Linked DNA regions of Mus musculus: all the other regions are linked to region 4. Evidence: chromatin contacts called from public Hi-C, HiChIP or PLAC-seq and promoter capture Hi-C data. All regions are on one chromosome and are shown on one strand. The core of a region is the stretch at or near the end of the contact, and the rest is flanking DNA. Distances in the headings are between cores, read along the strand shown. Region 1 holds the start of Tet1 (tet methylcytosine dioxygenase 1). Region 2 holds the start of Atoh7 (atonal bHLH transcription factor 7). Region 3 holds the start of Hnrnph3 (heterogeneous nuclear ribonucleoprotein H3). Region 4 holds the start of Ddx21 (DExD box helicase 21). Region 5 holds the start of Hk1os (hexokinase 1, opposite strand). Region 6 holds the start of Rufy2 (RUN and FYVE domain-containing 2). Region 7 overlaps Hk1 (hexokinase 1).

Region 1 (4,002 bases), core at 1,111-3,610, 290 kb after region 4:
AAGAACACCGGCTGAGCAAGGCAGGAGTATCACCGCGAGGACCAGAGGCAACAGCAGTGGAGGGTGCATATCTGTAATCCCAATATTCAGGAGGAGTCATAAGTTCGAGACCAGCTTCTGCCAGTAAAGGTCAAGTCAGTCTGGAATAGAGTGACACCTTACCACACATAAATTCTTTAAAACAGACATCAAAACCCAGGAAGCCATAAACTGTAGCATCTGAGATTCTTTTTAATTATTAGCGGCTGGTCTGGAAGCATTAAGCTTCACTATACCCATAAATACCTAATTAACTATATTCAGTTGTGTGTAACTGAATCTAAATATACTCTCCAAATTGTTTTTGCCTCAAGAAACCAATACCTGCCGGGCGTGGTAGGGCACTCCTTTAATCCCAGCACTCGGGAGGCAGAGGCAAGAGGATTTCTGAGTTCGAGGCCAGTCTGGTCTACAAAGTGAGTTCCAGGACTATACAGAGAAACCGTGTCTCGAAAAAAAAAAAACAAAAAAGGAAGACAGAAAAGAAAAGAAAGGAGAAGAGAAGAGAAAAAAGAGAAAAGAAAAGAAACCAATACCTGAGGGGAAGGGCTGCTTTATGGCGCCCCCTCGTCCAATCATCCGGCGTGAGCGCACAACTCCACCCCAAACCAATCCTGTCGTGGTAGTCCCAAGGTCTGGAAAGTCATTGCAAATTCCTCAGTAGCCGCTCAGCTCAGGATGGTTGGTTCACTTGGAAAGAGTTGTGGGGGTGGGGAAGACAGGGAATCCTTTTTGTTTGTTTGTTTTTTTTGGGTTTTGTTTTGTTTTTTCGAGACAGGGTTTCTCTGTGTAGCCCTAGCTGTCCTGGAACTCACTCTGTACACCAGGCTGGCTTCGAACTCAGAAATCCGCCTGACTCTGCCTCCCGAGTGCTAGGATTAAAGGCGTGCGCCACCACGCCCGGCTGAGTCAGGGAATCCTTATCGCTGCTCCAGCATTAAGTCTTTCTTAAAGTCACATTAATTTTAGTGGGTCAGAAACGTACCCAGTTCAGTTCCCAAAGGGCAACTGGAGCCGGACACTTCTTTCCTGACTCATTCCTGTGGATTAATGGGCGAACACTGGAGGTGAAGGAGAGAGTAAGAGAAAGGGGAAGTTGCTTTTTCAGACTGGTCTCACCATGCAGCCCTAGCTGCCCTGAAACTCACGGAGATCTCTATGCCTTTACCAACCCAGCGCTGGAATAATCATAGGCGAGCACACCCCTCCGGAAAAAGGAAGATTTGCTTCCCTACCCCGCGGAGTAGGCGGTGGTCTCTTCAGCCCAGGCAGGGACCGCGAGCTCCCGGAGCTCACGTGCAGCACGATAAGTCTTAGGCACTCACTCTGCCGCTGCGAGCACACGTACGCCCTCAATCCCCTCTCCAGGATCCCAGAACCAGTCAGTAGCATTCCAAAAACTTGCGTTTCGGCGCTGGCAACATATCCTACTTTCTTGCTTCTTCTTGAACCTCCCAATTCCGGACCAGCCTTTCCCAGACCTCCAGGTCCCCTGCACTCCCGAAGTGGCTCCCAGCAACCCCTTTCTAGGGTTCATCCGCGAAGGATGGGGTACGTCTCAAACGCGTGAGACACTTCTGAACCCGACAGCTCGCGCTCCCCACTCCTCGCTGGCAAAAGCTATCGCCTCCCTACAGGCAGACTCCCAGACTTTCTAAGAACTCCTGTCTGGGGACCTCCCAGAGGCCATACATGCGTTTCCCCTACAGGATCTCCAGTTGATGCCAAGTCTGGAGGTCCCCATGCGAACCGATCCTAGCCAGGGCTAACTAAACTTTCTGGGGAGCGCTGTAAGGTCCCCCGCGAGCATTGTTAGTCACCCGCCACGAAAGACCCGGAGCGGCCCGGGATAGGGGGTCGTGGCGCGGAGTTGACTCGCACGAGTCATCACCAAGCATCGCGGCGTGCAAAGTCCTAGCCCGATCGAGATCCGCCCCCCAGCTCCGTCCCGCCACGGAGTAGTACCCTCTCCCAACTCCCCGGCTCTTTGCTGCCGCCCCAGCTCACCCTAAACTGCCTCTGGATCCCAGGGCAGCGCGGGTCACCCCTGCTAGAAGCCTGCACCAATCCTTGGACAAACTTTCCAGCGGGTCTTGGTCCGTGCAACTTTGGAGCCTGAGGCTCCGGCACGCGCCAAGGAGTTCAGGCGGGCCTAGGATGGACACTTACCATCCGGCACGGTCAGGGCCCGAGCACCCGGGTTGGGGAGCTGCTCCGCGAATGTTCCCGTAGAAGAGGCAGGTAGAGGTACATGACCAGGGAGGGAGAGGACGTCCAGGGGCGAATACAGACCCCGGGATTGTACAAACCAGTTGCAGAGTGCAGTGTTCCACGAGCGGAGTGCGCGGGTACTCCCAGCCAGGTCAGCCCTCGCCCCCCCCCAGAGCAGCGGTGTCTCCCCAGTACAGACCTCTAGGAGTGTAGCTGGGGCACAGCCTTTGCTGGACCCTGTACCGCTGAGCGAGAGGCAAAATGCGAGCTGGATTTTCCCAAATCGGAGCCGGACTCCTCTCGACCCTTCTCCTGTCCACTCCTTCCTAGGCTTTCCTGAAATTCCGCCCGCGCTCCCTCCCCTTTTTTCTTAGGTCAAAGGAGTGTTGAAATCTACAGGTCACCATCTCTTTCAGTGATGGGAGTCAGAGTATCTCTAATCAGATGGGAGTAAAGGTATCTCGAAAACGAATGTTTCCAGAAGCGAGTCGGGTCATCCAGGTGACATCCTAGAGGTGTCAAACCAACTTCAAGACCAAAGAGAAATCAAATTAGCTTTGATTTTTTCCCTACATCTTTATTTTGATTAGCCATTGACTGCGGACTCATTAGTGATCATAATCACTTTATAGGAAATGGAAATACAGTAAGAGAGAAATTCCTGCCATGAGGTTCAGGCTTGACTTTAACTAGGCATATCCCAAGGTAAGATAGCTTTCTCTTCTTCCAGAAGTCTGCCCTTAGACAAGGAAATCTACTGCTTCAGGTGGAAGGGAGAAAACTGGCTTGTGGCTTTACACTCCACTCCCCCAATTCCATACCTGAACTGTGGTATATAAATGTCCCTCGATAGCCTAGCAGATGCCTTTAATCCCAGGACTTGGGGGGCAGAGGCAAGTGGATTTCTGAATTATAGGCCAGTCTGGTTTACAAAGTGAGTTCTAGGACAGCCAGGGCTATACAGAGAAATCCTGTCTCAAAAAAACAAAACAAAATAAAACAAATAAATGTCCCTAGATTGTTCGGAGAAATAGTCCCAAACTGTCAAGCTTACACCCTAAATAAATCCTTTAAATGTATTCTTAACTAGGTACCAGCTATAACGGGTTTGTTTGTTTAGCTTTTAAAAGTCTCTGTGTAGCCCAGGCTGCCCTCAAAGGCAGGAATCTTCCAGCCACAGCCTTTCCAGTGCTGGGATTATAAAGTAACCTGATTGGAGGTCAGAAATGCACTTCTAGCTGAGTTCTGCTCAGAGGTGAAGACTGAGGCCTCAATTTAATCTTTGCAATAGAAAAAAGCAAACCTGGCTCTCTCTTTTTTTCTTTATTTTTCTTTCATTCCCTTTCTCTATTAGATTTTGACCTTGAACTGATTCTCCTTCCCATACCTATAAAGTGCGAGAAATATTGACAGATAAGTTTTTAGACAAATAAGACAAAACACTCTAGCAAAACCAGGCAAACATCTCTTTTCCCAGCCAGCCTTAATAGAGTGAGACCCTGTAATAGTTTTTTAAGATTTTATTTATTTATTTTATATATATGACAAGTACACTAGAGCTGTCTTCAGACACACCAGAAGAGGGCATCTGATCCTGTTACAAAAGTTGTGAGCCACACTATGTGGTTGCTGGGAATTGAACTCAGGACCTTTGGAAGAGCAGTAAATGTTCTTAACCACTGAGCCATCTCTCCAGCCCCAACACCCCTGTCCACCTGTCTCTGCCTCCCGAGTGCTGGGATTAAAGGCTTC
Region 2 (4,047 bases), core at 1,277-3,776, 500 kb after region 4:
CTGCCTGTCTCTGCCTCTGCTGAAATTAATGATGTGCACCACCACTGCCTGGCTGAAATCTCGTCTTTTTTTTTTTTTTTAAGATTTATTTATTTTATGTATGTGAGTACATTGTGGTTCTCCTCGGACACACCAGAGAAGGGCATCAAATACCATTACAGATGGTTGTGAGCTAACATGTGGTTAGCTGAACTCAGGACCTCTGGAAGAAGAGCCGGTGCTCTTAACCACTGAGCCATCTTTCCAGCCCTTGAAATCTCAAGTTTTAAAGCCTCCAATATAAAAGGATTCAAGAGACTTGACCTATTTTCTTAATCCAGCCATATATGTTTCCAGTTTCCAAGCATAGTTCTGGGTCCCTGAACTGATATCTTCTCTATAAGATAAATGGAGGCGAGGGATAAGCTGAGCCAGGGCATTGTTTGCCTAGTATGTCAGAAGCCCAGCCCCCCACACACCCGTAATCCGTCACGTTAGAGGGATAGGTCACCCTCAGCTATGTAGCGTGTTCATAACTGTGTCGAAGAGAATTCTGGGTTCGATCAGGTCGGTTCAATGCTGATGTCAATAGATTTCTTCTTCTCCTATTGATCTCAGAATCTCTCCTGTGCCGATTTTCCGTCATGAGTGTCACAGGACTGTCCAGGTGTGGGATAGCAGTGCTCTCAATGTCTTCCAAGAAGCCTGTGGGAAGTGCGTTACTAGATGCTCCCCCGCCCCCCCCCCCGCCGCCGCCCCCTGACACCCTTTTAGTTAAGGTCCTCTAACTTTGGATCAATTTCATGTCACATGTAGCTTGTGTTCCAGTGTTTCTTCTTCCCCTTTATGATAATGCTTTTGATTCTCTGGTTAGGTGGACCAAGAAATCTTAACCTATCCCGGATACACAATTTGCAAAACCATATGTCTTATTAATACTCTGGACACTAATGGGCAGGAATACATGGGCTGTTGTGCAGGGAGATAATCCGCGGTGTCTCCTAGAGGGGACTCTTCAGGGGAGGAGGGTGAGCTAAATTAATACGAAGAACAATAGCCCAAAGAAAGCAGACTTCTGCGAAAACCTTAAAAAGCGAACGTTTGACATCCTGATGACTAAAGAACACAGTTGTTCCCAGCGCAGAACTGCTGCTCCCAACGTGACTGTTAGGACCGAGGAGTGATGGAGCTGAGTGGCTCTGTGCAAAAAGTCTGTGTCCAACATCTGTCGCTCTGAAGATTATTAATGTTCAATTGCTTCCCATTGTCTTCAAGTTATTCAACTTCATTTCCCCGTCAGTGCTTTAGCTGGGGACTAATAAACTATTTATGGGAAGACGGGGCTTGAAGTCAGGGTGGTGGTGTTGGGGCTGTAGTCTGAGGTACCAGCGGGGTAAACAAGTCCAAGTTAAAAGGCCTCTTGATTTGTATGTAGACGATTTAACTAAACAAAAAAATCTGAGGTTACATCCATGGTTCGAAAGGAGAGAGAGCTTCCTTGGCCCTTCCTGAAATATAGAACTGAAAATATTAGAGCCTGTTTCTTTGCCTTTACACTCCCCTGAAAAACAAGAAACAAGCTGAGACGAGAGGGGATAATTAAAGATTTCTCTGTGTAAATCTAATAATTATCAGTGGTGGAAATCATGTTTTGTTACTGTTCTTGAGGACAGAGGACATAGAACAACACTGAATTGCATGAAATATTTTTAGTGGTATAAGAGACAGGCAAAAAGAAAATGCATTAAGATTTTTTTAAACTCCCCAAATTATTTAGATGTTTCCGTTTTTGCATACACACGTGCATGAAGATGTCTTGTTAAGTTTAAATGGTAAACAATGAAGCGATTAGTTATCATTTCAGTTTGTGGCTCAATATTAATGAACAAGAAAATGAAATAGAGCTGCTGAATAAACCTGTCAAGGCCTTGGAACCCACAGAACATAGTATCGAGGTGAACACTGACACATTTGTATCTTTGGATTCATCTTAAGTTGTTTCACAGAAATTATTCACAGAGTCACATTCCAGGCCTGCAACAGTATTTGGATTTCCTAATTTGTATGAATTTATTTAGTAAATTAAATGAAAATGTTAATACTTTATCGCCGCTTCTTAACAAAGCAAAATCTTGATAACCTTCGGATACGCCCTAGCAATGTTAGAAGCAACATCTTCCCGCAAAATGATTTTTCTACTTAATCATTTAAAAACCCGGCCTTTGTTTTTTGATATGTAAGCTTCCTGCTGGTTTGGGAAAAGATGGACCAGGCTCTCCCTTCACCCCCACCTTCTTATTCTATTGGGGACAGTCAGACCAGGCCACTCCAGATGGTGTGTTAGTTAGCGTTGGACATAGCTTTGGAGACACTTCAACAGACGAAGGCAATGATGTCAGGATTTTGCTGTGCGTCGCCCCCTCCCCCCTGCCGTTCCCAGGGTAGGAAGGTGCTGAGATGGGAGCGGAGGGACGCCCGCCCACCTGCCACCACCTGTTCCCTCCTTGAGCCCTGGGCTATAAATTCTCCTCCCTCATCGCTCTGTCCGACATCTACTGCAAGCTGTCCAAACGCTCCTGACCTAGCAGAGCTTCTGGGAAGATTTCGTCACCCCGAAAAGCAGTCTCAGGCTTTCCCAGAGAACTGGAAAGGCTTTCTATCCCCGACCCCCAAGAACGATCCGCAGCAAACTGCAAGAAAGTTTCCTCCTCGTTCAACTTTACGTGTTTGGGGTGGAGTGGGGAGGAATGACTTTTTCCTGAGCATCACTTCCACTGCATCTGGGCAAGGGAAGGGACTTCCCAGCAGGACCCAAGCTAGGGTCCCACACAGTGTCCTCTGGCCACTGACTGACTGCACGTGAGTCGCTCCGTCTGTGTCTTATTCACTCTTGGGAGTCCTGCAGAGCGGCAGCGTGGATGAAGTCGGCCTGCAAACCCCACGGCCCTCCGGCGGGAGCTCGCGGCGCGCCCCCGTGCGCGGGCGCAGCCGAGCGCGCGGTCTCGTGCGCGGGGCCCGGGCGGCTGGAGAGCGCGGCGCGCAGGCGTCTGGCGGCCAACGCGCGCGAGCGGCGCCGCATGCAGGGGCTGAACACGGCGTTCGACCGGCTGCGCAGGGTGGTGCCGCAGTGGGGCCAGGACAAGAAGCTGTCCAAGTACGAGACACTGCAGATGGCGCTCAGCTACATCATCGCGCTCACCCGCATCCTAGCCGAAGCCGAGCGGGACTGGGTCGGGCTGCGCTGCGAGCAGCGGGGCCGCGATCACCCCTACCTCCCTTTCCCGGGTGCTAGGCTCCAGGTAGACCCTGAGCCCTATGGGCAGAGGCTCTTCGGCTTCCAGCCGGAGCCCTTCCCCATGGCCAGCTAAGCCTCGGGGCCATTTGGGTCTTAGGGGAGAAAACTCAATCACCTTTTCTGCTTAATTTCCTTCCCGTTTCAAACAGGTAGATGAAATGAGTTCATTGCCTCCCTATCTCCACTTCTCTTGTGTTTTGTAGGTTTCATGAGTGGACATCGCGAATGACTTTGGACTGCTGTGAAAATAATGCTCTGTTCCTTTTAGCCTAAGACAACGGGGCTGGGGTCTAGCCGAGTTTGTAGAGGACTTGTCTTGCATGTATAAAAGTGGGGTTGAGCCCCAGCTGCCGCTTAGGCAGAGCACGGTGATGCACGGCCTGTAATCCTAGCGTCATTCAGGAGGTGGAGAAACATATATATTTAAATATTTAAGACCCCATGTCAAAAAAAAAAAAAAGATTGAATAAGACTGGTACTAAACCATCAGACAGTTAGTTACCTTCTTAAACTGTGCAAGTTTGTCCCTATTGGGCGAAGTTGTATTATGTGACTTGTTTATGTTCTGAGCAGCTACCTTGTGGTGTAAATGCATTTATGCTCCGTATATTGTGTGTGCATGCATCAGATAGAGTAAGACTTTTTTTTCCCCCCTGGGGTCGAGGGTTGGGGAGCTGGTAGAGTACTTGGGTATGAGCGCTCTGTATTTTTTTAACTGTACACATTAAAATATAGATTTTGTAAAATACTAATGTGAGTGTGTTTTGAACTTA
Region 3 (4,047 bases), core at 575-3,074, 420 kb after region 4:
GTCTCAAAAAAAGTAAAGGCATTTCTAATGTAACCCAATCAAGAAAATGTGGACGTATCTTTTAGTTCGTTATAGTAGATCTGAACCCTCTGCATTTCCAAAGTCCATGAAGAATCTCCTTTTTTGGCCGGGCGTGGTGGTGCACGCCTTTAATCCCAGCACTTGGGAGGCAGAAGCAGGTAAATTTCTGAGTTTGAGGCCAGCCTGGTGACATGAGTTCCAGGACAGCCAGGGTTATACAGTGAAACCCTGTCTAAGGAAAAACAAAACCAAAACACAACAAAAAAAAAAAGCCACAAAAAAACCAAAAACCCTCCTTTTTCTAGGTGGTAATCTGTTTCTTGGAGATTTTTTTTTTTCGTTTTGAGACGGATTCTTGCTCTATAGCCCTGGAACTCACAAAATACGATTGGGCGTTTTATCCAGCTTTTGTTTTAAATATTGGAATGTACGTTAACAGTTTTCCCATTACTCATGAGCAAGTTAACTTTCAGGCCCAAATGTGCTTTTTTTTTTTTTTCCTTTTTAACCCATTTTCAATGAAAATTAATGACAGTTCCAATTTAAGGACCCAAAACGCGTCAACTAGGTACGCGATTCGGCTTCCAATTTAAGGACCCAAAACGCGTCAACTAGGTACGCGATTCGGCTTCCACTTTAAGAGACCTATTTCGGCTTCAAAACACCACAGTTCGATACAAGTTTTAAACATGCTCAGCCATCAAATGAAACGAAATGCACTGGGCTTTCGGCCTTAATTACAAAACGACACAAAACACAACTCCTGGAGAGTTAACTACCCCAAACACAACTTAACTCTCCACCCTTGCCTAAACGCAGCACCTTCGCAGTTCACCTGGCCCGGACCTGTTTGAAACACACCCACTTTGCACTATTCCTATTAGAAAAGCCATGCACTTCTCTTCCAAAATGAAAAGTCTTGGTCGACACCTAAGAGGGGGACATGGGGTAGGTGGGTGGTAATTCTTTGGAGATGCGCAACGGACTCTCTCCGCAGTTCCAAATAGGGACTAAAAGGTCGGCTAAGCGTCCTTTGCCTCCTCCCGGAGATTTTCCGTTTGCCCAGCTCGCCCTAGAGACCCGGGAGATAGGGGACAGTCCGCCTCCGGCCCCCGGCCAAGGCCATCGCAACCGAGCGGCGGAATTACAAAGGAGGACCGCGGCCGCCTTTGTCCTGCATCTGGCATCGGAGCGCCCTCGTCGTCACTGGCTTCTCCTTCCCCCGCCCCCAGCTCCCCCTGTCTCAACCCTGGAGTCTGCGTCAGCAGCCCCTCGCAGCCCCGCCGGCCCCAGGTAGTCCCTTCGAGAGCACCGGAGGCCCCGGTGGGTGGCCGGGCCCGCCGAGCGCCATTTCCACCCGGAGCGCGTCCCGCTTTCCCGGCTCGCTGAGCTCCCCACCCTCATCCCTACCGGAGAGCTCGGATCTCCCGCCCGCACTCTCTCCTGCCGGACACTTTCCCGTAAGCCGGAGGCGACAAAGTAGCCCGAGCGGGGGAAAGGCGGGAAGGCGACCCGACCGCTACCGGCCCCCAAGATGGCGGCAGCCGAGCGGCGGGGGAGAGCGAGCGAGCGGCCACTCCGCGTTCCCTCACCCGCTCCCGGGCTCTTCGTCCTTCTCCCGACTCCGCTGTCGGCACCGCCGGCCCAACCTACCCCCCCTTCTACTTCAGATACCCTGTGGGGCGTAAGCAACGCCTACACCGACGCTCGCGCGGGTCTGGTCGCGGGCAGGGACGCCTGGCTCGCCCGCTGCTGAGCGCTCGCCACAACGGTTCGGCTCCCTCGCTCCCCTCAACCGTCTCCCGCCGCGCCAACCGCTCTAGGAGCTGCGCAGCCGAGCGACTGCCGAGGGGGGATGGGAGGGGGGCGAGAGAGAGGGAGGGGGCAGGGCCGACTGCCCAGGCCCACCCCCTCTCTGCCGCGCTGCTCTCGCGATACTTGAGTGACAGCGTGGTCTCCCAGGGGGCGGGGCGCAGCGCACCTGCGCACTCGGGACCTGCCCGGTTGCCACCGTGGTGGGCGTGGAGTCGCAGCGAGTGGGCTGTGGCGGACTCCGTTGGCTCCCGCCGACCGACCAACCCTCTGAACCCCGGAGCTCACGTTTGTCCCTCCCCACGGGCCTCTGAGGAGCCGTGGTCACGCGGTTTGCTAAGTTTCTTATCTGCTCCACTGGGAATAGATCCCACAAAGGCCCCCGCGCGGAAGGAGCCACGTGGTTTCTGTCACCCCGCCCCCCAACCCGGGGACGGCTTTGCTGGTCCACCATATTTGCATTATGCAATCAGAAAAAAAGATGAATGTTGCGCCTGCGAAGATACAAAGCGTCTAAACCCAGCAGGATTCCCGTCCTAGCCTGGGGCATCCCCTTTGTTCCCCTGCGTAGGCAGCCTTGGCGCCTTGATTGGTTTCCTACCTGCCAGGTTCGGTTTTTCTCTCCATTAAACCCGGGTGACGGGTCTGTGGTTCACGGCAATAGACTTTATCTAAGTAAGAGTTTGGTATTCCTAAAAATTGTGCTCGCAGGAGACACCTAAAAAAACCGCATGTGGAGGTTCTGTCGTGCTACCAAGATTGCTCCCGACCCGTTTATGGCTTTTTTAAAGTTGTAACACAAATTGCACATGGAAAGGCTGTGGGAAGGTGGAGGGCCACCCTGGTGTTGAGAGACTTGGGAGAGCAAAGCTAATTAAGGTGGGTACGGACAGCAGAGGGCGAAAAGAGGCCGGGCTGGACAGACTAAGGCTGTGAACGTGGATGGGGCTGGGTTGGAATCACCCTTCAGTGTGCATCCAAAGATTTCTTTGTGCTACAAACACTGGGAAGTCCATGTGGAGTGGAGTAGTGGCAGTGTGGAAGGTTGGATTTGATTTACTATGAATTTTTATTTATGTTTATACTAGAGCCAAGAGGCCAATGACTTTCTTGTATGGAAACTTGTATTTCACGGCTTTAATTCATCTTCAAACCTACTTGAAAGTCTTTAGTACTCTACTGATTTTATAGCCCAAAATATCCTTCAGAGAAGGGGGGGGGGGCGCAGTGTGCTTATACTTACAGACAGGAAAATCAAAGTATGTTCTAGAAGCCGTCATAGCTCAGGTTTATTAAGTACTTCCTGAAATGGCATGGTAAGCAGTTCCTTGTCTTTGTTCTTGGGTAGCCAAGGATGTCCTTGAACTCCTGACCCTCTGTGTCTCCATAGCCTTACAAAGTGGTATTTCACAGATGCAGTCCCTAGTCCCACAAGAGTGAAAATAATTACACTTGATAACACTAAACTCTTTTATGTGGTGACAAGTTAGTGGCTTACTGGCCAGACACTTGCTGAAGCTTGGTTATTTTATTGTTACTTTAATCCCCTAAAGTTACCCCACCCCCTCCTTTTAATAGCTGGGGGTTGATTTAGAGCCCAAAGTATGTTCTCTTTTTTAAAAAAGTAACTGGTTTAGCTGGGTAGTGGTGCACACCTTTAATCCCAGCACTCGGGAGGCAGAGGCAGTTGGATCTCTTTGTTGGAGGCCAGCCTGGTCTTCAGAGTGAGTTCCTGGACAGCCAGGGCTACACTGAGAAACACTGCCTCTGGGCGGTGGGGTGGAGGGGGTAACAAACCTAAAGGGAACTGGCTTATTAGCAGTACTCCAAGCTGAACTCTTAGGATGAAACCTTCCCAGGGCCTTTCTTCTATTGGGTTTTAATTACATGGCTCCTTTACCTTTCACTCTTTCAACATGATTGGGTAGGTGGAATTCTGTAATCCCTTTTCCTCTTCCCCTGGAATTCAGTCTGCTTACAGCATGAATGAATTTGGCATTCTTTGCACACACTTTGTGTGGTTATCGGCCACAATCCTCAATTCGTTTTGATGGCTCTAATGTATGACTTTTCAACCAATGCTGACATTTCTTTGGAGGCGTGTCTCTGTCATTTCTTTGGAGGCGTGTCTCTGTCATTTCTTTGTGGTGAGTGCCGGTTACCACTATGAAGATTTAGGTCTTCAAATTAGTACTCCAGGCCTTTTGCCCTTTT
Region 4 (3,708 bases), core at 1,156-3,655:
AATAGTCACTAACATGGGGGAAATAAAAGAGTTCTTCAAACTAAGTCTTCAGCTCATATTGGCCAATCATTATAAACTTTTTTTTTTCTTTTGGAGACAGGGTTTCTCTGTGTAGACCTGGCTGTCCTGGAACTCACTTTGTAGACCAGGCTGGCCTTGAACTCAGAAATCCACCTGTCTCTGCCTCCCAAGTGCTGGGATTAAAGACATGCACCACCACTGCCCGGCAAGACTAATTTTTTAAAGAGACTACCAAGGCTCTAAACTACATACTCGGAAAAAATGGTTCAGGGGGAAAATGCTTACTCTGCCACTATGAGGGTTTGACAGGAAACTCTAGCAGCCACTGAATAATGAGTGTGGTGGCACATGCCTGTCACCCTAGCTGGTGGGGCTGGAGTGGGCAGCTAGCCAGCCTAGGTGTCCCCAAAAGTGTGTATCACTACAAGCCAGCGAAGTGGCGATACACACTTTAATCCCATCACTCAGGAGTTAGAGGGAGGTGGATCTCTATGTTCATGGCCGGCCGGGTCTACAGAGCAAGTTCCAGAATAGCCAGGGCTATAGAGAAACTGTCTGTGGGGGCTGGTGAGATGGCTCAGTGGGTAAGAGCACCCGACTGCACCCGAAGGTCCAGAGTTCAAATCCCAGCAACCACATGGTGGCTCACAACCATCTGTAACAAGATCTGACTCCCTCTTCTGGTGTGTCTGAAGAGAGCTACAGTGTACTTACTATAATAATAAATAAAATCTTTAAAAAAAAAAAAAGATTAAAAAAAAAGAAAAACTGTCTGTGGGTGGAGGGTAGGGTGAGTGAGAGTGGGGAAAATAAGTGATAAAGGCACCCACCCAACATTGACCTCAAACTTCTGTAACCCCAGGGGCAAGCATACCCATCCATCCATACATACATACATACACACACACACAGTATCAGTGAGCAAGCACTGTCCAAAAGGTAACTATGAAGGAAGGAAAGAAAGAAAAGAAAGAGAGAGAGAGAGAGAGCGAGCAAGCAAACTTTGGGTGTCCTCATAACAGCAACAACAGGTTTCTTTTCCCTCCAAAATTTCTATATGGTAAAACACTCAAGAAATGTGTACTTCAATGTGGATTCTCGTAGACACTATATGAAACAAAACTACCAAAAAAATTCATATATCATTTGCGTCTGTGAAACTTTATTTGGACTTTATTTAAATGTGCAACTTTTCATATGGAAAATTTGTACCGATTATTAGCCACCTACTAGATAGACTCTAGTAGTGTTCCAGGCAGTAAAGACTAAATCATAATGGACTAAATTCTCAAATCATGGCCTAAGGTAGCGATTCTCAACTTTTCAAATAGTTCATATTGTAGTGACCCCCAACCAGAAAATTATCCCGTTGTTACTTTAATTTTTGCTACCGTTATGAATCATAATATAAACATCTGCAGATTATCTGTCAGGCTGAGAACCGCTGGGCTAAGGGCTAGAGCTACAGTGGGACAGCACCTGCCAACACGTGAGCTGCCCAAGGTTTGGTCCTGGTACCACAAAAACCATCTTAAAAATACTGTATCGTGGACAATCTCTCCGCCCCATGAACATGTTATCTACTACATATATGAAAAACAGTAAGTCGAGTTCGGAATATAAACGCGTAGCTAGGTCCCTCCCTCCTGACTTCAGCATCAGGCAGCTGAACACGCGGATGTGAACGCTGTGCGCCCAGTGATTTCCACCTAATTCAAATACTACTGCTGCTCCTTTAAAAGGCTCCTACCTTCAAAGTCAACAGAGACAGCAAAAAAAAAACTCAATTAAGTCGTACAACATAGGAGTTCCGGGATAATTTCCGAACCCTCCTACTTTGATAGATACTGTCACAAGTTTAATATTTTTATGCAAGGAATTAAGAAGAGACAAGGCGATTTAACAGTGCTCACACAGATCCTTCTATATAATAGGGTGATCACTTAGCCAACCACGTTTTCTGTTTTGGGTTTTCTTTTTTTTTTCTTTTCTTTTCTTTTTTAAAGAGGGAACTGTGTCTGTGTGTCACAGCAGATGCCGACCATGTGCGCAAGTTTCAGACTTTGCCGTCTTCGGCTCTGGTCCGCACTGTGACGCGATCGGCAATCCCTTCCGCACTCCCAAGCCTGACCAGCCGACACGGCGTGTCAGAGGGCCGGCCACGAGCTCCCGGCCCGGCCCAGTTCGGGGACACCCCCCTCCCCCCAGGCTCACCTTCTCGCTTGGCTTCGGCAGCGTCTCCATGCTCTCCTCGGCCCCGTCTGAGCCCAACTTGGCCCCACTGCGGAGTTTTCCCGGCATTATTCAGCAGCAGCTTCTCAGGCCTACCGGCTTCCTCAACCGCGTGCTAGGAGAGAGGGCGACAGAGAAAGCGGACCGCCCCTCAGCCGGGCCTATTCGTCACTTCCGCAGCGGAGTGCATCCGGCGGAAGTAGCGTGTACCGGCAAGGCTGCGGTTCGCGCGGCTTTGGGTGAGACCCGTGTGTGCGGCGTGGAGGTGCTCTGCGCGGTCTAACGACAGCGGGATCGCCACGGCTAGACTTGGAGAACGGCCTTGAATCTTACCCTGCTGCCTCCGCTTGCCGAGTCTGGGATTACCAGCTGGCAACATTTTCCCATGAAAAGCTGCGATGTGTACGCTACCTGTGGAAAACGGCTGGGTGGTGACAGATAAACCCAGGTGCTTTGGTGAGCACCGGAATTCAGGGACCGGCGAGATACCACAGTTCTGGTGACCTGAATTTGTGATCCCTGGAAAACAGAACCAGCTGTGCAGTTTTATCGTGCACGCGCTCAGTGGCACCCAGGACACGCATATGCGTGCTGCACAATATGAACAATTTAAAAGAACCAGAATAGGCAGGGCATATGGGGTGCACGCCGCTAATCTCAGCACCCAGGAGCCAGAGGTAGATGGATCTCTATCGAGTCCAGCGTGGTGCACATAGTTCAAGGCTAGCCCGACACATGATGAGATTGTCTCAACAGCTCTCTCCCCGACCCCAAGTAACAACAAAAAATACCCACAATTCACAAGTCTGGCCCTTTATTCATGTGTGCACTTTATAAACTTCCGGGTATTCTTGTATGACGGACAGGGTTCGTTTTTTTGTGTTTTGTTTTTCGAGACAGGGTTTCTCTGTGTAGCCCTGGCTATCCTGGAACTCACTTTGTAGATCAGGCTGGCCTCGAACTCAGAAATCCGCCTGCCTCTGCTTCCAGAGTGGACAGACAGGATTCTAATAACATCCAAGCCCTGCTTGTCCTCAAGCACTACAGACCAAAGTTTCTCAAGGGGGTCGACACTCCGTTGGGGTTCAACGACCCTTTTACCAGTGGTCATATATCAAATATTTACATTAAGATTCAATAGCAAAATTACAGTTTTGAAGTAGCAATTTTTTTTTTCAGAGCTGAGGACTGAACCCAGAGCCTTGCGCTTGCTAGGCAAACGCTCTACAGCTGAGCTAAATCCTCAACAACTAAAATTAATTCATTTTATGGTTGGGGATCACCACAACGTAAGAGGCATTAAAGGGCTACAGCATTAGGAAGACTGAGAACCACTGTTATAGACTAATGTAAGAGATGGACAGTTATCACTGGGTTTGAGGGCACACTCAGCCCCTTGACAGGGCCTTGAGACTAGGAATGGATTCCCAAAGATGCCTAAGTTGGAGAGTTTAC
Region 5 (3,589 bases), core at 564-3,063, 260 kb before region 4:
GGCAGCTGGCAGCCACACAGGTGGCTGTGGGTGTGAGGCTGGAGGCTTAGTTTACAAGGTCATTGGGCCTCCACCCACCATTGCACGCCTGAGCCACAGAGGGTATCTAGAGTGGGAGAGCTGTGGACTCTTGATTCGGGAGGCCTATCCTAAGTGCACTCTGCCCTCCTATCTTCCCTTTCCATGGGATAAGCATGTCCACCGCCATGGAAGAAACTCAAGCAATTACACGTGTTGATGCATAGCTCCCTGACATCAGGTCAGGGATGGGGGTGGGGGTGGGAGATTGACAGTGAAGCCCTTCAGCACCCTATTCCTGGTCCCTATTCAGGATAAGAGCTGCATCTCCAACAGTCTTGTCTCTCAGCACCTCCCCTTCAGCTGACACCCAGGGGGAGTCTTGGTCAAGTTCTCGAGTGGGAGGAGGGTCAGAGCCCCGCCCAGACTCCACCTCTAACCAGCTGTGTGACCTTCAGGAGGTCACAGTCCCCGGTAAGACTGCTTCTGAAGGTGCAGGATGAGAAGTCTCAGGCCAGGAAAGGACAGAGCCTAGTCACTGCCGCCTCTCACCTGTAGATAGTACCTCTTGTCCCAGTGTCTGTCAGGGTGATGATGCTATTAACCTATCCTAGGGTAGGTAAGGCATACCCATAGCACAAATAAAAATGTCCTAGGTGTTTTCCTAACCAACTTAGTCTATCTCAGGAAAAAAACATCCCGTCTTACTGATGGTGGCAGAAAAGTGAGGTACATCTTTAAGACCCACCAGCAGACGGCACTTTATACTAGATGAACATCACCCCTAGGACCCAGCGTCCATGTGCAAGAACTCACAAGTCACAAGGAACGAATGCCAACCCCTCCGAGCTCTTCAAGTGACTAAAGTGTCTTATTTGAGCTCCTAGGCTGAGACTGCCTGGAAATTACAGGTTTAGAGGAAGAAAAAATTCCATTCAGACGTGCGGTTCTCGACCTGAGGCCTATGAGCAAAGTTTCCGGTGGCCTCTGCTCCCCTCCCCTCACCGGAAAGCCAGGCGGGTCACCCCGTCCTCAGAGTAAGGAGCAGCTGCAACAGCTGGGGGAGCCCAGTGACAGTTTCAGGAGGGCATCGTATTCTCCAAATGGGAACCCCAAATATGGGATGCCTGGCTTCCAGCCAGCACCCCCGCCAGCTGCTCACTCACCTCCCCAGCCTATCTCGGCGATCACACCTTCCCCGCCCACGGCGCGCGTGGACCTTTCAAAACAGGCCTATAGACAGGCCAGCTGGTCCCCACCTAGACAGGTCTCAGCCCGGCACTGCGTGCGGGTACCCATCTGACATCCATGGTCCTTTTCAAGGACACTGCAGTATGCAATCCAGCCGTGGGAGGAAGGGGGGGGGTCTTCAGCCGGCCGCCCAGCTCCTCAAACCACAAGCACGCCCGCATGCCCACAATGCCCGGGTGAATCCCAGCATGAGGCCTGTCGCCTGCACCCTGTAGTCCAACTAGATGCTGTCTAGCCGGGAGAGGCCGGGGGGAGGATGCAGGCGGTGGCGAGCGGATGCGGGAATGCAAGGCTGTGGCCAGGGCGGCGCCGGCGGGGCTCACCTTTTTGACTTGGTCATCCTTCAGCTCGGTGAAGTAATATGCCAGTAGTTGCGCGGCGATCATGTTGACGGTGGGGGATGCGGAGAAGCAGGTGTGGGGCCAGTGGCTCCTCAGTAGCCCTGGTGAGCAGTGGTCCTCCAGCGGCGGATCCGCGACTCCACCTCCTCCTCCCTTGGCTCCTCCCCCTCAGTCCCTGGGCGGGGCGTCTGCCTGCTCTCTCCAGACCTCCGAGCTCCCGTCCCCGGGAGGGTGACAACCGCCAGCCGGCCCACCTCCTCAGTCCCCATTGGCTACAAGGCGCCACTGCCGCGCTATGGCTGGGGCTTCCCAGCCAGAGCAGGAGAATGACGGCCGCTCCCTCCCGCGCCGGAAAGGAGGCATCACCCTGCACGTTCCCCACGTAAGGAGCGCGCGGTCACGCGTGGTGGCACAGTGCCAAGCCAGAGTGGGTGGGGTGTGGGACACGATCTGGAGGGGACCAGAGGACAGATCCAGGACACCACAAACTGGAGAACGCGAACGGAGCCACACCCCTTCCTCGGAGATTAGGGCTCGTCCCCCACCCCTCCCATCCTCCCTGTTGGGGAAGCACACAAGTGGGCGTGGAAAGAGAGCGGAAGCCGAAACTAGGCGGCTTCACAGATCTTGCACTGGGTCCCTGTGCCTGCCTGCCATCGAGGATCCAAAATCTAAGGATGATGCTCGGAGTCCCACCACAGCCTGTCAGAGTTCACATAGCGAAACCCAAAGCGCCTGCCCCTGTGACATCATGTAAGAGCTCATGGTCCCCGAGTGGGAATTTTGGCCTATTCCCAGCCTGTCCCGATCCTCCCACCCTTCTCTAGCTCTTGGGCATCCGGGTTCTGGGAGGTTGGGGGTACTGTTCAGGACTCAGGTTGAGGGGAAATCGTATTTGTACCTTATGACAAGTAAGAACTCTGACATACAGAAGTGGCTCTGATTCTACAGGTGAGGAGTCTGAGGCAATGCGTTACAGTTGCTGCTCAGGAGTCGGGCAGGGTTTTCTTAGCTTCAGTGCTGGTGACCTGGCCGTTGTATGCAGTGTCTCTTACTTAAGCTTCCCTTGCAGGCCATGTTCCCATGACCAGGGCTGCAGCATCTGTCCTGAGGGAACTATAGAGGCTAACTTCTAGCCCACACCTGGGGGGCTAGGAGCCCATGCCTGGAACACCCCTCAAGTACCCCAGGACCCTTCCAGCCACCACTGCCCACTGAGAAAGAGGTGGTAGACCTGATACCTCTATCCAGGACACATCCCCACCCTGCCCAATGGCAGGTGCAGATGTGTCCTCAGTCACTTCTTTACCCCTAAGATGGAGCTGTAACTACTGATGTCTACACCCCATGATTTTTGTGAAAGAGCATAAACACTTGTGTCTAACAAATTAAGTGGGAAGTACTCTCATAGAATGAACTTGGGAGCCTACAGGTTAAAGTTTGGGGGGGGGGGCGCAACCTGTATATCGCCATTTCCAGGCCCAGGGAGGGCCTAACTGTTGTATTTAAATTATTTTCCTAATAGGATCTCCCCTCAAAAAGATTAGCATTTGAGGCCCACATAAATCTCAAACTAACACACACACACACACATATGCACAGGCGAACGCTACCAACATGGCCACCAGTGTCAGGACAAAATGGTTCTTCTAAGCTGCATTCGACTCTGCAAATGTAGTTCTGCCAGCCAGCTCTCAAGGCTGGGACATCTTTGAGGATGGAGGGTTGTTTTGTTTTCTCAGAGCTCTGTAGGTTGAATGGGCCATCTCTCTGCTCCCCGTGTTAGACTCACGGCCCCCTCACTCAGCCTTCAGCTATCACTATAATCTGTCCCCATACAACCCTTACCCAACAAACCAGAATTGGGAAAAAGCTGGCCAAACTTATAGGCAGGTAGGCACCTCTGCTATCCCTTCCCCCAACCCCTGTACCAAGGTGACTCAGTACACACACACACACACACACAGAGGCACTAAGGC
Region 6 (3,521 bases), core at 325-2,824, 380 kb after region 4:
GTCTGGGGCCTGGGACCATGAACTCAGTTTTGACTCTGCCAGCAGAATGGACGTTGGTCCCGAGACAGCTGGATTCAGGCAACTATCTCTTAACATTCTAAACCAGAGTGTTGAGTTAACATTGTGACTTGCATCTGTCTACCCACTTTTGGTGGTTTAAGTTTTTGAGATGGGTTTATTAGCTCCGGAATCAAGATCTGCTTGCTTTTGCCTGAAGGGTGGATCCCGGGGTTATAGGTATATGACAGGCAGCACACCCAGGTGCCTGTTGCAAGTTTTATCTATGGCAAGTTGAAAGGCAGGAGGAAGCATTCATGTGTGTGTGTGTGCCTGTGCATTTTTTAAAAGACAGCCCTGTATAACCCAGGCTGGCCTTGAAATCTCGAATGTCTGGGAGAATGATCTTGAACTGTGTTGTACAGGACTGAGTCAAAACTACCACTGTTTTCAGCAAACTGGCCTACATCTGCTTGCAAAAGATCACAGCTGGGCAAGTTGACTTGAATTCCCTCATAGGAGGGCAGGGAGGGAGGGTCATGGGACCTTCACAGGAACAACCAGTCTTTCTCTTGCAAGCTGTTGTATGCAATTCTACCCTAACTGCAAATGGCCTTAGGGAGGAACTAACATATAGGAAGGGAGGGGCTAGTGGAGGGGTGACTATCTGCAGCCAGGAAGGAGTCATCATTCCTAGAGGGATTTCGAAGTCCTCCCCAGTATCCCCCATAACTCACTGCTTCTTCAGCGGGAACGGTGTTAATCATTTTTGGTGTGTCCTCAGAATTTTGGAAGCATTTGGTAGACGTTGTTTACACCTCACTAAGGAAAGGATTTTTTTTTTTTTTTTAAGCAACAAACACTCTAGGTCTTTCCTCCAACTCCTAAGAGTTGGTATTTTCTAGGTCCACCATACCCGCTTACAAAGTATCACATTTTGTTACATGGAACTGGGGTCTTGTGTCTTTCCTCCAACTCCTAAGAGTTGGTATTTTCTAGGTCCACCATACCCACTTACAAAGTATCACATTTTGTTACATGCAACAGGGGTTTTGTAGCTATCCTTAGACGACCTGGCACTTGTTAGGTAGCTCAGAGTAACCTCAAGGTCCTAGCAGTCCTCCTGCGTCCACTCCTGTTGAGTGCTGGGGTTAGCAGCTGGATTTAGTGTCTTCCTTTGAGACTAGGCGAGCTTCAAATCCATTATGTAAGTGAGCCTGGTCTTCAACTACGGATCCATCTAACTCCCATCTCTCAAATGCTGGCATTACAAGCCGCCGGCTCTGCTAATTGTGTGAGGTTTTCTAAAATCTGTCGGCTAGCTCCGAGTCGGCCGGTGTGTTCCTTAAACCCATCCAGCCTGCAAGGATGAAACCTTGACAGGTAGCTTGAGGCCCGCATCTACATCCTCCCTTGGCGCTGTGCCCCAGGTCCCCGTCACGCCTCTTTCTCTGACGCTGTCAGGGTTGGTCAAATGGGGGTTGGGGTGGGGGTGGGGGTGATCGGCGGGGACCAGCTTCACGCGGCCGTGGCGTCCTCCCGCCGCCAGGGGCGCTGTGGCAGCGCCGAGCCGGGCCAGACGCGGTGGCCGCCGCGCGCCTGCGGGGAGCTGCTGACCCGCTCCGCGAGCCCGTGTCCCGCACGCACCGCCGCCATGGGTAAGGGCAGCAGCCGGGGTCACCATCCTTCGCTTGGGTCACGCAGTCACCCGGGAACCGGGGGCTCCCGGGGTCTCCATGGCAACGTCCGCCCGCCCGCATCCCTGCGCCCCGCCCGCCCTGGGGCCTGGCGGCTGGGGTCGGCGGACGGGCGGGGACCAGGGCGTCCAGGGACAGGGATGGCTTCCCAGTCACGCGGATGCAGGGCGGAAGGCTGGGGAGGGGAGCGGTGTAGTGCCAGGAGCGCGCTCCGCGGGGCCCCCTTGCAGGCTGGGGGCGCAGAGGGAGCGGGGCCGCCTCTAGGGACTGCCGAGGAGCCCCACCTGCGGTCGCTGCTGCACAGCCGCTGTCCTAGGCTCCTCCGGTGCAGGTTACAGGTTGTGATGAACACTCTTAAAAAGAGAATTCTGCCGATTATTAAACGTCAGGTGGTTTCACTTCGGGAGCGGGGGTGGACGGAGGGAATCACACCTCGACGGAGAGTGGAGGAAAAGATGTGGCCATATCCTTCATCACCCAGCCGGGCTGTTTCAGATTGCGGAGGAAGTCAGCCTAAGAGAGCTGGGATGCAAACCATAGCCAAGTGCCAGAGCAAGGGGACTCTTGTTTTGTTATTCGAAACGGGTTCTCACTGCATAGTCCTGGCTGTCCAGGAGCTAGCTATGTAGACCAGGCTGGACTCGAACTCAGAGATTCCCTCCTGCCTCTGCCTCCCAAATTCTGGAATTAAAGTGTGTCGCACCACGCCCAGCTGTTTTGTTTTGTTTTGAGTGGGCCACTAAATTGTGAACGCACTGACCACCTGGGTTTGTCATTTACTTGAAGGTTGTTTTTGAGACAGGTCTCTCTATATAGCATTGGCTGCCTCAGAACACTCTGTTTAGACCAGGCTGGACCCAAGAATCACAGACGCTGGGACTACAGAAACAGCTACATGGCAGAGTTCTCTGGAGATTAATAAATGTTAGGTTTGGTTTTCACATCTCTTTTGCTATCTTCGCAGAAAAATATTTGTGCCACTCGGCAGTGTTTAGAGTGTTGGGGGAACAGCTGGTTTAAAAAAAATTATTTTTATTTTTAATGAGTGTGTACCTGAGTGTAGGGGCCTCCAGAGGCGTCGGGTCTCCCTGGAGTTGGAGTTAAGCGCTTACCACAGGTATGGGGAATTAACCTCTTTCCAGCCCGTACTAGAATTTTTTTCTTTCCTTTTTTTTTTTTTTTTTCTTTTCTTTTGACCTGGGAGTTGTGTTTTTTTCGAGACAGGGTCTTACTGTGTAACCCTGGCCGGCCTGGAACCAATCTCCTAGTTGCTTAGGTCAAAGGCACAGAAGACTACCTTGGGTTTGTCAAAATATTTTGATTTTTTTTTTTTTTTTCTGTTGTTGTTGTTTTCCCTGTGATGTTTGTTCTGGGAGATTCTGGAATCTGATAACTTTACCTTTTATTTTGTTGCTAGTGTATTTTGATTTTTTTTTTTTTTGAGACAGTTTTAATATGTGGGCCTGGCTGTCCTCACTCTGTAGACTAGACTAGCCTCTAACTCAAGTGCTAGGATTAAAGATGCAAGCCACCACTGCCTGATTTTGAAATAAAGGTGTGTATGTGTGTGTGTGTGTGTTGACCTCAGAGGTCAAAAGAGGGCATTTGGCCACCTGGTGCTAGAGTTACAAGTAGGTGTGAACCATCTTAGTGGATGCTGGGAACCAAATTTTGGCTTTTTGGAAGAACAGCAAATGCTCTTAATGACTGAGCCATTTCTTTAGCCTCTTATTCTTGCTTGGAAATCATTAGACCTAGACCATGCCTGCTACCCACCATTTGCAAAATCCTCAAACATGTGGCTTGTACTTGCAAGCTTATCTTTAC
Region 7 (3,588 bases), core at 52-2,551, 280 kb before region 4:
CCTGCAGGCTGTCAGCCCCAGATGGAATCCCTTCCCAGGAGGCAAGCTCCTCCTCCGGCTGGCACCTGGGCTCCAGCCTTTTCCTTTACTAGTGTGAGACTCGAGGACATTTCAGTTCCACGGGGTCCATCGTCTCAAAGGTCTAATAAGCCACGGGAGGGCAACGCCTCCCTTTACCACATCTTCAGCCCTGCCAAGACACTTACAGACCACAAGCTTGTCTACCTCAGTCCACCCCTTCTCCAGACACCACACTTGCTTTAATGGAAAGAGAGGGTCAACCTGGCTCACACCACAGGGATTCAATCCATCGTGGCTCAGGAGGCATGGCAGCGGGTGCACGAGACCCTGGGCTATGTGAATCAGAAGAACACTCTATATAGTACCTTCTCCTCCAACCACACACACACACACACACACACACACATGCATACGCACATACATACTCATACACACACTCACACACATACATACACATTCATACACACACTCAAACACACATACATATATACTCACAATCATATACTCAATCACAATCACACACACCACACACACACTCACACATATACATACACACTCATACACACACTGACACATTCAAACACTCGCACAAACACACACACATACATACTCACACACACACAATCATATACTCACAATCACACACTACACATACACTCACCACCCACATACATACATACTCCATACAGTCACACACATACATACACACTCACACACATACACTCACACACATATACACTCACACACATACACACACTTACCCACACACTCACTTTCACACACACACATATACACACAATCATATACTCAATCACAGACAATCAAACACCACATACACACCACACACTCACACACATACATACACATTCATATACACACACACACATACACACTCACAATCATATACTCAACCACCAACAATCACACACACCACACCACACACTACACATACACCTTCTATTGTGATTCTGCACCTGCCCCCTGCTGCCTTGGCTAGGCATTGGTGCCCACAGGCTTTGTCCTATCCACAACCCTGTCTTAAAATTGATCATGGGGAGGGCTCAGCACAGCACATCTTTGGGTGGTTTCTCTCACAACTCTCACTCTCTAGACTGTCACATGCTCACTCTGGTACATGGGTGCATCACATGACTCTATAGACATCTTCTCGGGTGAACAGGGACATGGATACCCTGTGCCAAGCCAGTTCTGTAGCCCTTGCCTGAGCCAGGATCAGCCTCCAGGGCTCAGGCCACCACCCCACGTGGGACTAGCCACATCCATGAGTCAGCCCTCACTGTTCCTCGGTGTGGACTGACAGGGCCTTGAAGCTCAGAACCCTGCACAGATGGACTCGGGCTGAGGCAGCAGATGCCATCAGCGAAGAGAATGTCACCTTGCCAAGTACCCTGGCCACAATCCCTATGTCCAATGAAAGAACTGGTAGCCTGGCACTAGGCCCTATTTACCCACATGGCAGTGCCTGATCCCAGTCCCGCCCTCCTGATCCCAAAAGGACAAGCACAAAAAACCAATTCAAGACTAGACATGCCCAATCGAGCAGGCCGGTCAGGACAGGATTGCCAGTGACCACAGACAACATGGGCACTTTCACTTTCTATGGAAAGGGCGTGGCTGTGGAAAATTTCACCTCTGCTGTCCACTCTCCATGGGAATTGAGAACAAGAGAGAGCTGGGCGTGGTGACCCATCATTGCTGGTACTTGGAAGACTGAGGCAGGAGGATTTCAAGTCTGAGGCCAGCCTTGTACACTGGGTAAGGGCACTTGCCATGAAAGCAGGAAAACCTGAGTTCAAATCCCCAGCACCCATGTAAGACTCATACACATTCTATACATCCCTTAATCCCAATGTTGGGAGGTGGTGGTCGGGAGCTGAGGCGGGTCTCCAATAAACTCAATGACTAGCCAGCCACGTGTGCACACACACACACACAAATGTACACATACAGCATACACAATTCACAAGCACACACTATAAAAGTTCAAGGTCAGCCTGAGCTATACGAGACTCCAACTCAGAAATTAAAAAAAAAAAAGAATTAGGCAAAGCAACAGATGCCTGAAACTGCTCAGGACAGCTCCTAAACAGAGATTTCCAGGTACAGCGTCTCATAGAGACAACCTGGGCAGTGGGGAGCAAAGGGCTAAGAAGTGGGCACATGGATGGCGGTCAACTGATATAGAGACCAGAGGGGGCTAAGGCCATGGGCACTAGCCTTTGCAGAGGAGCTCTGTCGTTTGCATCCAGGACTTTCACCTGAGCCAGAGCGGGAACAAGGCAAACGCCGAGTGCCAGACGTGAAGCAGGGGTTTCCGGGTATTGGCTGGTTTTCTCCCTGCCACTTCAATAGGCAAAGCCACCAGGAGAGGCCACTGTCTCCACGTTAGAGAAGAGGAAACAGAACCGAAGAGGCTCCACAAAGTCCTGGGGCTTCTAAGTGGGAGCAGCACCTTAACTCTACATAGGAGCCTTAGTTAGTGTTTGACTGCTGTGAACAGACACCATAATCAAGGCAACTCTTATAAGGACAACATTTGACTGGGGCTGGCTTACAGGTTCAGAGGTTCAGTCCATTATCATCAAGGGGGGCTCATGGCAGCATCCAGGCAGGCATGGTGCAGGAGGAACTGAGAATTCTACATCTTCATCTGAAAGCTGCCAGGAGAATATTGGATTCCAGGCAGCTAGGTCTTAAGCCCACACCCACAGTGGCACACCTACTCCAACCAGGTCACACCTCCTAATAGTGCCATCTCCTGGGCCAAGCATATATACAAACCATCACAATAGGGTAGCCCCTACTTGGGGCTCGCCCCTTCTTTTCTCATGTGTTCTAGAACAGCTGGGTTCGGGTTAAGCACCTGCCAAACCTCCCTCCCTCCGGCTCTTCTCGCTGCTCAGATGGAGCCAATACTTTCATTTAACAGATCAAGATTTTAGTCATACCCAAGATACAAGATACAATTTGCAAAACACGTGAAACTCAAGAAGAACGAAGACCAAAGTGTGGACACTTTGCCCCTTCTTAGAATTGGGAACAAAACACCCATGGAAGGAGTTACAAACACAAAATATGGAGCTGAGACGAAAGGATGAACCATCTAGAGACCTCCATACCCGGGGATCCATCCCATAATCAGCCTCCAAACGCTGACACCATTGCATACACTAGCAAGATTTTGCTGAAAGGACCCTGATATAGCTGTCTCTTGTGAGGCTATGCTGGGGCCTGGCAAACACAGAAGTGGATGCTCACAGTCAGTCAGCTATTGGATGGAACACAGGGCCCTAATGGAGGAGCTAGAGAAAGTACCCAAGGAGCTAAAGGGGTCTGCAACCCTATAGGTGGAACAACAATATGAACTAACCAGTACCCCCAGAGCTGGTGTCTCTAGCTGCATATGTATCAGAAGATGGCCTAGTCGGCCATCATTGGGAAGAGAGGCCCCTTGGTCTTGCAAACTTTATCTGCCTCAGTACTGGGGAACGGAAACGCCAGGGCCAAGAAGTGGGAGTGGGTGGGGAGGGAAGTGGGGCGGGAGGG

Evidence for each region. Promoter capture Hi-C pulls out the DNA fragments that hold promoters and counts their contacts. A called contact is a pair of places that touch in the nucleus more often than the background predicts. HiChIP or PLAC-seq counts read pairs in DNA pulled down with a chosen protein or histone mark. Capture Hi-C pulls out chosen DNA fragments and counts their contacts.
Region 1: a contact with region 4 is called in a Hi-C map of embryonic stem cells, with 3 times the contacts expected there. The contact joins the promoter of Tet1 here to the promoter of Ddx21 in region 4. A contact is called at or near these places in 5 of 39 promoter capture datasets (cranial neural crest, embryonic stem cells, hematopoietic stem and progenitor cells and 2 more), 1 of 484 Hi-C or Micro-C datasets (embryonic stem cells), 2 of 115 datasets of contacts at active chromatin or transcription factors (bone marrow-derived macrophages and stem cell-derived neural progenitor cells) and 1 of 9 other capture datasets (pancreatic islet).
Region 2: a contact with region 4 is called in a promoter capture Hi-C map of stem cell-derived epiblast-like cells, with 2.1 times the contacts expected there. The contact joins the promoter of Atoh7 here to the promoter of Ddx21 in region 4. A contact is called at or near these places in 4 of 39 promoter capture datasets (cranial neural crest, pre-B cells, second pharyngeal arch cranial neural crest and 1 more) and 1 of 484 Hi-C or Micro-C datasets (embryonic stem cells).
Region 3: a contact with region 4 is called in a promoter capture Hi-C map of pre-B cells, with 2.8 times the contacts expected there. The contact joins the promoter of Hnrnph3 here to the promoter of Ddx21 in region 4. A contact is called at or near these places in 10 of 39 promoter capture datasets (the 3T3-L1 cell line, 3T3-L1-derived adipocytes, the C10 cell line and 6 more), 4 of 484 Hi-C or Micro-C datasets (CD4 T cells, double positive thymocytes, embryonic stem cells and 1 more), 8 of 115 datasets of contacts at active chromatin or transcription factors (the SCID.adh cell line, astrocytes, cardiomyocytes and 4 more) and 3 of 9 other capture datasets (adipose tissue, embryonic stem cells and liver).
Region 5: a contact with region 4 is called in a promoter capture Hi-C map of adipose tissue. The contact joins the promoter of Hk1os here to the promoter of Ddx21 in region 4. A contact is called at or near these places in 2 of 39 promoter capture datasets (erythroid cells and pre-B cells), 5 of 484 Hi-C or Micro-C datasets (CD8 T cells, double positive thymocytes, natural killer cells and 2 more), 2 of 115 datasets of contacts at active chromatin or transcription factors (the SCID.adh cell line and effector CD8 T cells) and 3 of 9 other capture datasets (adipose tissue, liver and pancreatic islet).
Region 6: an H3K4me3 HiChIP or PLAC-seq map of bone marrow-derived macrophages shows a contact between it and region 4, with 4 times the contacts expected there. The contact joins the promoter of Rufy2 here to the promoter of Ddx21 in region 4. A contact is called at or near these places in 8 of 39 promoter capture datasets (the 3T3-L1 cell line, the C10 cell line, cranial neural crest and 5 more), 2 of 484 Hi-C or Micro-C datasets (both in CD4 T cells), 7 of 115 datasets of contacts at active chromatin or transcription factors (the 230-238 cell line, the SCID.adh cell line, bone marrow-derived macrophages and 4 more) and 3 of 9 other capture datasets (adipose tissue, liver and pancreatic islet).
Region 7: a promoter capture Hi-C map of neutrophils shows a contact between it and region 4, with 2.9 times the contacts expected there. The contact joins the enhancer-like site here to the promoter of Ddx21 in region 4. A contact is called at or near these places in 1 of 39 promoter capture datasets (neutrophils), 1 of 484 Hi-C or Micro-C datasets (CD8 T cells) and 2 of 9 other capture datasets (adipose tissue and liver).

What each region holds. Positions count from the first base shown.
Region 1 is chr10:62,884,964-62,888,965 of GRCm38.p6, forward strand. Tet1 (tet methylcytosine dioxygenase 1) reads right to left here and starts at 2,361. Exons shown (of 13, transcript NM_001253857.2): 1 at 2,209-2,361. The region is part of intron 2 of Gm51805 (a long non-coding RNA gene); the gene reads left to right.
Region 2 is chr10:63,097,259-63,101,305 of GRCm38.p6, forward strand. Atoh7 (atonal bHLH transcription factor 7) reads left to right here and starts at 2,527. Exons shown (of 2, transcript NM_001364648.2): 1 at 2,527-3,278; 2 at 3,478-4,022. The coding sequence starts at 2,898. The coding sequence ends at 3,486.
Region 3 is chr10:63,022,025-63,026,071 of GRCm38.p6, forward strand. It overlaps Hnrnph3 (heterogeneous nuclear ribonucleoprotein H3), which reads right to left and starts at 1,825. Exons shown (of 10, transcript NM_001079824.1): 1 at 1,696-1,825. It overlaps Pbld2 (phenazine biosynthesis-like protein domain containing 2), which reads left to right and starts at 2,488. Exons shown (of 10, transcript NM_026085.2): 1 at 2,488-2,712.
Region 4 is chr10:62,599,893-62,603,600 of GRCm38.p6, forward strand. Ddx21 (DExD box helicase 21) reads right to left here and starts at 2,406. Exons shown (of 15, transcript NM_019553.2): 1 at 2,236-2,406. The coding sequence starts at 2,322.
Region 5 is chr10:62,338,421-62,342,009 of GRCm38.p6, forward strand. It overlaps Hk1os (hexokinase 1, opposite strand), which reads left to right and starts at 1,814. Exons shown (of 3, transcript NR_168630.1): 1 at 1,814-1,992. It overlaps Hk1 (hexokinase 1), which reads right to left and starts at 2,001. Exons shown (of 18, transcript NM_001146100.1): 1 at 1,593-2,001. The coding sequence starts at 1,655.
Region 6 is chr10:62,978,678-62,982,198 of GRCm38.p6, forward strand. It overlaps Rufy2 (RUN and FYVE domain-containing 2), which reads left to right and starts at 1,575. Exons shown (of 18, transcript NM_027425.4): 1 at 1,575-1,655. The coding sequence starts at 1,652.
Region 7 is chr10:62,319,295-62,322,882 of GRCm38.p6, forward strand. The region is part of intron 1 of Hk1 (hexokinase 1); the gene reads right to left. Among named protein-coding and RNA genes, the nearest start is that of Hk1os, 19 kb to the right of the region's middle. Within about 2 kb of position 1,302, at least 131 of the 459 cell types and tissues checked have an H3K27ac peak or open chromatin away from gene starts, as enhancers often do. A contact at or near this core is called in CD8 T cells, adipose tissue and neutrophils, where this site is marked.